Regions from separate parts of the Gossypium hirsutum genome. Here region 1 is linked to region 2. Evidence: chromatin contacts called from public Hi-C data. All regions are on one chromosome and are shown on one strand. The core of a region is the stretch at or near the end of the contact, and the rest is flanking DNA. Distances in the headings are between cores, read along the strand shown.

Region 1 (4,857 bases), core at 961-3,460, 110 kb after region 2:
CCTATCCGCATGTGACCCAACCCACTCCAAGGGGGATCCGCGTGTTTTTGTTCAATGGGTTATTTACACCCCTAGCCCTTCCGCATTTCTATTTTTTTTAATTTAGTCCCTTTGGTTTTTTTCTTATTTTCTATTTTAATTTGACCACAGAATTTTGTTTGTTTTTCAATCGGGTCCCGGGCCCACTGACGCGCTGGAAAATGGACATGTGTCCAGGGGTTGTTTTTTTTACCCATTTGGCCCTCTGCCCTTTCGTGCCCTTTCATTTTGGTCCTTCTTTATTTATTTTATTATAGTTTTTACCTTTAATTTCATTTTTGTCCTGATTTAGTCCCAAATCTGTTTGATTTCAATTTATTTTCACAAATTTGTTATTTATTTATTTATTTTAAACCTTTTTCTCATATATTATTTATTTTAAATTATTTTTTTATTATTTATTTTAAGTTTTCCACATATAATGTATTTTAAACTATTTCAAACTATTATCCATTTTAAATTTTTTATATATTATTTATTTTTAAACTGTCATATATATTATTTATTTTGAATTGTTTTTTATATATATCATTTATTTTTTAAAAAACTTTTTAGTACATTATTTATTTTAAACTTCTTTTTACATATTATTTATTTTAAACTTTTTATATATTATTTTAAATTGTCTTATATGTTATTTATTTTAAATTGCTTTGTCTATTATTTATTTTAATTTGTTTTACATATTAGTTACTTTAAATTGTTTTATACTATTTACTTCAAATTGTTCTATATATTTTTTGTTTCGTTTTCTTTAATTGTTAATATTGTTATTAAAGTGACATGTGGTGTGATTATTGTCATTATGTGTATTATAATTCGTTTATTCGTATTTTCATGTTATTGTGATTCATTAGTGTACATTTTATTCGTAAATTATTACTCCATGTTGTATATTATTACTCCATCACATATCATTAAAACCACTTCAAAGGTCGCGTTTAATTTTTTTTTCTTTATCCATAATGGGCTATTTTATTATATTTCAACTAAATAGCACACATCGTTTAGGTTTTGTAATCGCTATTATTCAAAAAAAGAAAATTTTAAAATAAGACTATGTTTCGTTTTTAAAAATTCGAGAAGTCGTACCCTAACTTACGGGGTTTCGATTTTCTCGTTCAATCTAAACAACTAAACATCCTTCTAAATTTAAAATACCTAAGTTTTGAATAAAAATTAAAGGCAAGTTTATTCTCAATGGTTCAAGTGTCGCATCCTAACTTACGAGATGTGACATATTGTTATCGCGGGACGAGTGGGCCATTGATGCTCGTTTCAACTTCATTCAAACGTTTTTTTTAAAATTAACGTTAATAAAAGGGAGGGATCGTATTTCAAATTCTTTCGAAGTTTTCAATTTTTGACATTTAAGACATTAATTAATCAATTAGGTACAAATTTTGGGCGTGACGAGGGTGCTAATCCTTCCTCGCACATAACCGACTCTCGAACCCGTTTTCTTGAATTCCGTAGACTAAAATCGTTATTTTGATGAATCGAAATATTTTATTAAAATAACCAAATTACGAGGTGACCCGATTACACCTCATAAAAAAAAGATTGGTGGCGACTTCCGTTTTCATTTTAAATATAAAGGTCGGCCCATACAAAAAAATGATTTCGACAATAAAAATATCAATGTCAATCGAGTTAAGGCTCAGTCAATTGTAATCCTTATATTTAAATTGTTAAGTATAGTTGTTTGAATTGTTATTTAATTATTTTATTAAATTTTTTACTGATTTGAATATGCAACGAAAATTTTTCAAATTCAAATATTTCATAAATAATAATATTTAATTTGAGTTGAAATAATAATATTAACGTAATTAAATATAGAGAGTTAAATTTTTAAACAAATTTAGGAATTCTAGAAAATGCACCCATTGGGTTAATAGAACAATAAGAAATTTGAAACCGAGGAAATTAAACGCTGGGTAATAAACTAATAATACATTCTCAGAAACACTGGATATGAACACCGTCAGCAGAATTTCTAAAGCTTCCAGATTCCAGAAGACAAGGATCACTGTAAGACGTAAACACCATTTTCGACAGGTGTCCTTCCACCTGTATCCACTCCCCTGCGTTTGCATGCATTGCCTCACTGCTTTACACGTAGATCCCATCCACCTTATAACTTCCCCTAGATTAACCATCCATAGCCATAGTCTCTTGTCATTGCTCAAAATCTTTAGGCTCAAGTCAGCAAATTTGCTTGGGTTGTCTGCTTCTTCAACTGTTCTATCTGACTTAACTATGGCTACAGTTGGAAGGAATATAGCAGCTCCATTGCTGTTTCTCAACTTGATCATGTATTTCATTGTGCTCGGATTCGCTAGCTGGTGTTTTAATAGGTTTATCGATGGCCAAACTGCTCACCCAAGTAAGTGATAACCCTATTGTTACGTTTAAAAGAAAACATTGTGTTGCTTGGTTTTAACCCGAGGGAAGTGTTTCAGGTATGGGTGGAAATGGAGCCACCGGTTTCTTCTTGACAATCTCAATCTTGGCTGCTGTAGCCGGCATAGTTTCAAAGTTAGCAGGAGGGGGTCATATTAGGTCTTGGAGAAGTGATAGTTTGGCTGAAGCTGGTTCATCTTCGTTAATAGCTTGGGCCTTGACTGCATTAGCCTTTGGGTGAACTTCGCATTTTACCCATTTTATGTATTTATCGAACTCGACCAATTACTCCATTTTTCATTTTTGAAAACAACTGTTTTCCCTTGACAGGTTTGCTTGCAAGCATATAAATATAGGAGGGTGGAGAGGGTGGAGATTGAGAGTAATTGAAGCTCTCATAATAATTCTCACATTAACCGAACTCTTGTACGTTTGTTTGATCCATGCTGGTCTATTTGGCAGTAGGTATGGACCAGGGTATCTAGACACCGAATATGAGGGCCAGCCGGTGCCTAAGGGCGGCCCTGCTGTAACAGGGTCTAGGGTTTGAAGTACCATAGTGTTGAACTGGAACTTGCCTTTTTTAAAATGTAGTTTTGCTTTGTGAACTCTTTGAAGTTCCTTCTATATTTGTTGCTATTCGCTGCTTTGTATCTGTTGTGTGTATTGCTTAATGATTCAGGTTAGAAAGTAGATGAGAGAGTGTAGAACTCCTGTAATATGAGACTTGGCAGCATTTTCTGTAGGGGTGTGAAAAAAGATATTCTAAAACCCGACCGAAGTGAATCAGACCGAATAAATTGCACAACCCATTTTCATACACTTAAATATTTATTATTAAAACTTAATCTTATTAAAAGTCTAAATCCACAATATTCATCAATATTTTAATAATTAATATATATAAAACATCTAAATAAACATATACTCGTCAAGAGCAGTAAAAAATATGATCATATATGGCGACCATGGAAAATATATCTTGGTAGGTACCTTTTTGAGTTCATTAAACATTACTTGATTTAAATTTTTTAATAATTTTTTATAAAGAATTTAATATAAAACAAAATTAAAAGTAAACCAAATTTAAGAAAAATACAAATTAAAGAAAATAAAACTATAAATACCTAAATTAAGTCTATTCGGTTTATTCAGCTTTCACACTCCTAATTTTCTGGTTGGGGATCAGCATTTGAGGGTAATGGGTATTTCACAAAGATATTCCTTCTTTAACATAATTGAATTCACCAATGAAAAAAAGATTAACAAAGAGGGACTTTCTGCCTAATATTTCTTTACAGTAGAACATCTACATGAACAACAAAGGTACCAAGAATAAAATACATACCAGCATGCTCCTTGTTCAACAACACACAAAACCCCTTGGTTATCCAGCTACAAAAGATCTCTCTTTTTGCTCCCTACAGATAAACAAAGCAGCATCTTATACCAAAGTTCAGTTCCTTAATTACCACTACTGTTTTCCACTTTTCAAGTGTTCCTCAACTGTTAAAATCTTTCTTTCTTAAGGTAAAAAAGGCTATCAGATAAATCTAGTGTAGGACCTTTACCGGGAAATCAGGGTGTTAAGTCAAAGTTAGATTTCAGAAGAGAATGAACTTCAATCAGGGAAGACACTTTGAAATCTGGTGTTAGATCCAAGTTGGCGAAGTCTTGAGAGCCATATCTCCCCTTTTCATCAAGCAAACATGTTAATGCTCCTGCATTTTTCCCACAAGCCACCTGCAAATACATGTCGTATGAAGATGATAAATGAGATGGATAATCAGTTTTTTCTTCATTATTTAGTATCCTTGCTTTTGAAGAGGACACTCACATCATCTTTAAGACTATCACCAACCATCATGACTTCATTTGGTTGAACGTCCCAAGTCGAACATATATGAAGCAGAGGAGCAGGGCTCGGTTTATAAGGACGAAACTCTCGGCTTAGAGCCGGAGAAAACATCATCTGAAAACTATGAATGTTAGATTAACATTCATTTGTCTCCCAATCTAACCAAAAAAAAGCTCAGAATGGTTCAGTTTCATGCTTCAGATAACTTACTCCGAATCGTTGATGAAACAGATCAACTGCATCTTTGACATTGCGAGTGATTAGTCCCCTTCTGAAAAAAATGGAAGCAACTAAGGTTAGCATCTAAAAACACCACCATGAAAAAAAGAAAGGTTGACAGATTAAAATCCTAAGTACTACAGAAAAATTAAACACAGCAAACCAAAATGCTATTTATAGCTATAGTGGTTGGTCCAACCTATTGTGTTTCAACTCTTCAATTTTCTTTAAGTACTTGTGCTTGGACATGGATATGGAGATACGATTATCTCTAAGAATCCTCCAAACACAAAGAGGATCTTAAAAAAAAAGAATATACCCATGTTGGATACATA
Region 2 (5,366 bases), core at 2,151-4,650:
ATATTTAGGCATACGTCACATATGTGGCCAATAATATTTCATATCACATTGATAACATAAGTTATCTTTACCCTTTGAAAAGTTATCTTGAGAACTCTTATTGTTCTCTTATTTAGTGGTCCATGAGTATATCTTTTATTTTCTTTATATTTACATTCATTTCGGGGAATGCAAAAAATCTGGTAGGAAAGACATCTAAACGTCTCTATTGATTTTTTATTCCATAATTACCATCATAAACATGCGTGGATTTTAAATCTGAATCTATCCATTCATGTTGTCATGATTATTCTCCAATTATTATAAATATAATATAATAAATAAAACATAGTAAAATATAGCTGAAGATCTTTAACATCATCGTCATCACCTTGACTATTATCATGAGCACTATTACTAGTAAAACAACTTTGTTTTCGTAATAACATTTATAATCTAATAGTAAAAATCATTTAATAAATAATCAAAATTTTCATGTACAATGCTTGAAAATTATCCGATAAACATTGTACTAAATTTCAATACCACATATATATTATAAAATTTTATCTTGCTCTAATAAAATATTTAGAAGTTCAATTTAAAAGATATCATACAATCATTCAACATTAGCAAGTTAATAAGACTCAATACATCCTATCAAATTTCCCTTTAATCAACAATGGTAGGTTTTTCAAAAATATTTAATAACAAGAATTTAATAATCAAAATTTTAAACATCTAAATAATATGCATAATATAACTTAATTAAAAAAAACTTCAAAAAGAATGATTTACCAAAAAAAAGTAGAGAAAACATATCATATTAATCGCAAACATATCTAATCAACAAGTATGTCTTCTACATAAAAAAAATTAACATAGAAAGGCAAAATTTAAATACCATAAGAATGTGAAATTTATGTCAAATAAAAATTAATAGTAGTCACACCTTAACTGAAAAAAAAAATATGGTTGAAATATAAAAGTTTCTTACCAAATCTATTATTTACCCATGCTTGTACAATTATAAATCAAAGATCGGGAATAAGAACCACAATTCATTTTGAGATTAAATAAAGTTCTAAAGAAGAAAGTTTAAGGTGAAAAGGAATTTGATTTGTAGGACGGTTTCGAAAGATTTTGAAAAAATAGAGAATTATCATACTGATAACGTGTTATAAAATAAAGAGAGATGGAGAGAATAAAGAATAAAGAAAATATGAAAGTAATAAAGAATGTACTTTATTAATCAAATGGATAATTACAATACTTCATCAGAGTCTCTATTTATAGGCATAAGAAGTATAAAAAAAAGTAGAGATCTAATTCTAATAACTATTAGAATTTAAAGTACATCAAAATTTTATCTTAATCATGATAGACATCCACTTAATAAGATATTCATAACAATTTTGTTTTTTTTATTCATTTTCAATTTTACGGTGGAGAAGTAGTTAAAGAGTTTGCAAATTACACCCTCTTCTCCCTCTAGTGTTATCCAACTTTTTTTCGCGTGGACCTTATCTAAAAAGATAAATACCAGACAATTTTGTTTCAAAGATGTTCATAGGTCGAGTCGGGTCGGTTCAAGCTATGATTCGAACAATTTTAAAGATAAATAGTTGTTTAATTAATACTTGTAAACATTTAGCAAAGCAAGTCGACACGTAAACAAATCCAAGGTTGAATGGTAATGTATGTTGGACAAAATACGTTAGCGAATAAAATAATTAAATATAAATAAATACATATTTATATATAAAATAAAATATAAATAGAATAATCTATATTAAAATTTTTAAATACGTAAACCAATAAAAACCGTAACAAAAAGTTGAAATCGAAAGGAAGAATAAAGATTTACTAAATGTTGAGGCCTGTTTAACCCAGTTTCCTTAAGACAGATTCGACTACTCCTACGATACTTTGAGAAACGTTGGTCGAATGTCTCCCAGGATACAACAACACAACGATCAAAATAGTAGCACCTCTATAGCGATTAACGAACAAATATTGTCTTTTTCTATCACTGGAACGTTGGAAAAGAAGAATTTTGAGAGCAAAATAAATTCGGTGTGAGAGAATATCAGTGTTAAAAAAAATTCTTCAAAATTCATAGTCTTTTATAGGCATTTAGTATGGTGGAATTTAGGAAATTTCCACAAAATCTTCCATTAAAGGAGCCAACAAATCAATTTAATTAAAATTAAATCAAATTGATTGGAATCAAATAAAATAAGATAAATGTCCTTTTATAAACAGTTTTGTATGTCTGCTGAGGAAAAATGATTTTGTGTTGGGCTAAAAATATTCACAAGCTCATTTTGGGCCCGACCAGTCCGGACATTTTGCGTCGCTCACGTCGTGCAAGGGTGCCCAAACCCAAACAAGTTTGGACTTGCACCTCTTGCGCGTGAGACATGATTCCAAGCTTAGTCATTCAATCATCTTTTAAGAGGGTTCCCATACATATACACATCTCACACTTGGTATTTAACCAATGTGGGATCTAAGCTTTTACTTTTCCTCAACAAATATTTCCAAGTAGCTTACTTTGAGCATCAGTTTCTCATTCATCACTCAACCATTTTGAGCATATGATATACCGTTGTAAAAGTCTCATGGATTAGAATATGAAACCATAATTTTATAATTCAACTCTCCACCTTTACCTATTAAGAATATGCCTCAAAATTCCCATAAAATACAATTTTTCCAACAAAATATCTTAAACATGTTAAATATCTATAAACGATATTAAATATTTCTAAATAACTTTTTTACATAAAAATAGGCATGTTTTATAGTGTTGTGGTTTAATCAAGGTGATGCATTTCTAGTTTGTTTTTGAATTCTTCCTATGTTGTGTTTCATTGTCAGTTTGTTTTTCTCCTCTTTTGGAATTATTTTACGGACATGACATTTGCACATTAATTTGTAGTATCTTATTTATCGTTTGTACTACATGTCATATCTCAAATTATTTATGATGCCATAAAATGATGTCTTGGATATATTCTTTAACAATGTCATAGTCAATTTCTTCTTCATTTGTTATCTTACTTGATTTCTCAATGTATTCTAGTTCTAGATAAAAAAATTTTCTTTTAATTTTTTTTTGTTTTGGGTTAGCTTAAATAGAATATAAAAATTGTCTTTGACCAATGGTTTGATAATTATTATCTTGTACAAATGTAGTTTGATTTTTTTTTACAAGGAAAATGTAGCTTGTACAGAATTCTTATGTTTTTTTAATAAGTTTAGAGTTTAGAGTTTGAGAAAAACTTTTAAGACAGGACTTGCAAAAAATAAGGGAAAAGCTATTACTATAAATGGCCTACCAAAAACTTCACACACTGCCTGTTAATATAAATGGGCTTTCACTTGGGTCTAAGGAAAATCCATTTGATGATGGATCCAAAATGGATCCAAAATTGAGAGAAGCTAACTCAGTCCCAATGACGTTTCAAGCAGTCGGACATGGTTTAGACAAAAGAAGAAATTTGGATGTATGGATTTCAACAAACAGAGGGATTTCTTTGGGTGAAGGAGAAATGGGAAGGCTTCCAGAAATAGTTTTGAAAGGTGAAAGAGGGGAAATATTTGGACAGCGGCCAACGGATGAATTGGAAGTTTTAATAGATTTCTGGCCAGCTGGTTAACCCAGCCAGAATTTCTGGAAGTTGTTACAAAATCCTGGAGAGTTGAAAGTAATATTGTGGACAACGTGAGCAACTTTATCAATTTGGTTCAGGATTGGAACAAAACTATTTTTGGGAATATCTTTGCAAGGAAGAAAAAAGCTTTGGGGGAGTTAAAACGGGTTCAAGGTGCCTTGGAGAAGTATAATTCTACTCAACCAAGGGAAAAGGAGACAGAACTTCAGTGTGAAATAGAGTCTATTTTGAATCGGGAGGAGCTTTTTTGGGCCTAGAAATCCCGATGTGAGTGGCTTTCTAACGGTGATCGCAATACTCTCTTCTTTCACAATCGTACTTTAAAAAGGCGGAAAATGAATAGGATTGAAGCCTTGAAGATGGATGGGGTTGAATAGTGTTATGATGCGACATCTCTAAAAAATCATGCTGTGGATCATTTTTCGAATCTTTACATAGTTGACAATTATTCGACTGAGGAATTTCCTAGTAAGGGATATTTTCCGAAGATTAGCCAAGAATCTATGGAGAGTCTTAACAGCGACATTATTATGGAGGAAGTTCGTCAATCTGTTTTCAGTATGGCCCCTCATAAGGCACCTGGAATAGATGGGATACATACTAAATTTTACCAGTCTCACTGGGATATCGTAGGTAATAGCATCTTCAAGTTGGTTGATGGTGTTTTTTGTGAAGGTAGGTTGGATCCTAGCCTAAATCGAACACTTTTAGTTCTTGCCCTGAAAAAGAGTGGTGCGGATACAATGAGTCAATTTTGACCCATTAGTCTGTGTACTATCCCTGTACAAGATCATTACAAAAACAATTGTAATCTGCCTCCGGAGTCTTATGCAAATCTTGGTGAAATAAAATCAGTCAAGTTTTGTTCCTTCACGGGATATCTCGGATAATATCATAATTTCCCAAGAGGCAATTGACACAATGAGAAACACCAAAAGTAGGACGGTAGATCTCGAAAAGGCTTGTGATAGGGTTCGATGGGATTTTCTTTGTGATACCCTGTCTGACGTTGGATTACCGGAAAGGTTGATAAATATGATCATAGTGTGTGTGACTTCAGCTTCCATGCAACTTCTATGGAACGATTCTATCTCTAAGTCCTTCACTCCATTTAGAGGGCTACGGCAAGGAGATCCACTGTCCCCGTATCTTTAATTTTGTTCTAGGACATTTGATTGAGTCGGTCATAGAAAAGCAACTTTGGGAACCGTTAATGCTTTCTCGTCGTGGGCCAGGATTATCCCACATGTTCTTCGGTGATGATTTGGTTTTATTTTGCAATCAGAGTGTCTTAAATAGATTCTTGTATTAATTATCAGAAAACAAAATTATTTTTTTCGAATAATGTATTGGATGAAGCTGCTGAAAGCATTCGAATCAAACTCGGGTTTACCATGGTCACGGATCTAGGGGGTTAATAATTTCCAGTTTATATTGGATTAAGTTCAGAATCGTCTCTCCGGTCGGGACATGCGTAGCCTTTCCTTGGTTGGTCGGCTTACGTTGGTGAAATCCGTCTTAATGACGAGTCCTAATTATTTTATGACAACGGCCAGAATCCCAACCACAATTGGTAAGGAAATAGAAAAAATAGCTCGTGGTTTCCTGTGGGGGGCTTCTTCCTCAGGACACAAACCATCTTTGGTCAATTGGAAGGACTGTTGTAAGCCACTTGTAAATGGGGGTCTTGGTATACGTCGGTTGCAA

Evidence for each region. A called contact is a pair of places that touch in the nucleus more often than the background predicts.
Region 1: a Hi-C map of leaf shows a contact between it and region 2, with 5 times the contacts expected there. The contact joins the promoter of LOC107914946 here to the enhancer-like site in region 2. A contact is called at or near these places in 15 of 34 Hi-C or Micro-C datasets (anther, callus, hypocotyl and 2 more).

Annotation. Positions count from the first base shown.
Region 1 is chrD10:46,188,921-46,193,777 of Gossypium_hirsutum_v2.1, forward strand. LOC107914946 (membrane protein PM19L) reads left to right here and starts at 2,211. Exons shown (of 3, transcript XM_016844016.2): 1 at 2,211-2,428; 2 at 2,505-2,682; 3 at 2,776-3,053. The coding sequence starts at 2,302. The coding sequence ends at 2,995. LOC107914945 (haloacid dehalogenase-like hydrolase domain-containing protein At2g33255) reads right to left here. Exons shown (of 6, transcript XM_016844015.2): 3 at 4,514-4,574; 4 at 4,283-4,417; 5 at 4,017-4,188; 6 at 3,548-3,866. The coding sequence ends at 4,024.
Region 2 is chrD10:46,073,646-46,079,011 of Gossypium_hirsutum_v2.1, forward strand. No RefSeq gene overlaps it. Among protein-coding and RNA genes, the nearest start is that of LOC107914956, 12 kb to the left of the region's middle. Within about 2 kb of position 3,401, at least 8 of the 9 cell types and tissues checked have an H3K27ac peak or open chromatin away from gene starts, as enhancers often do. A contact at or near this core is called in hypocotyl and leaf, where this site is marked.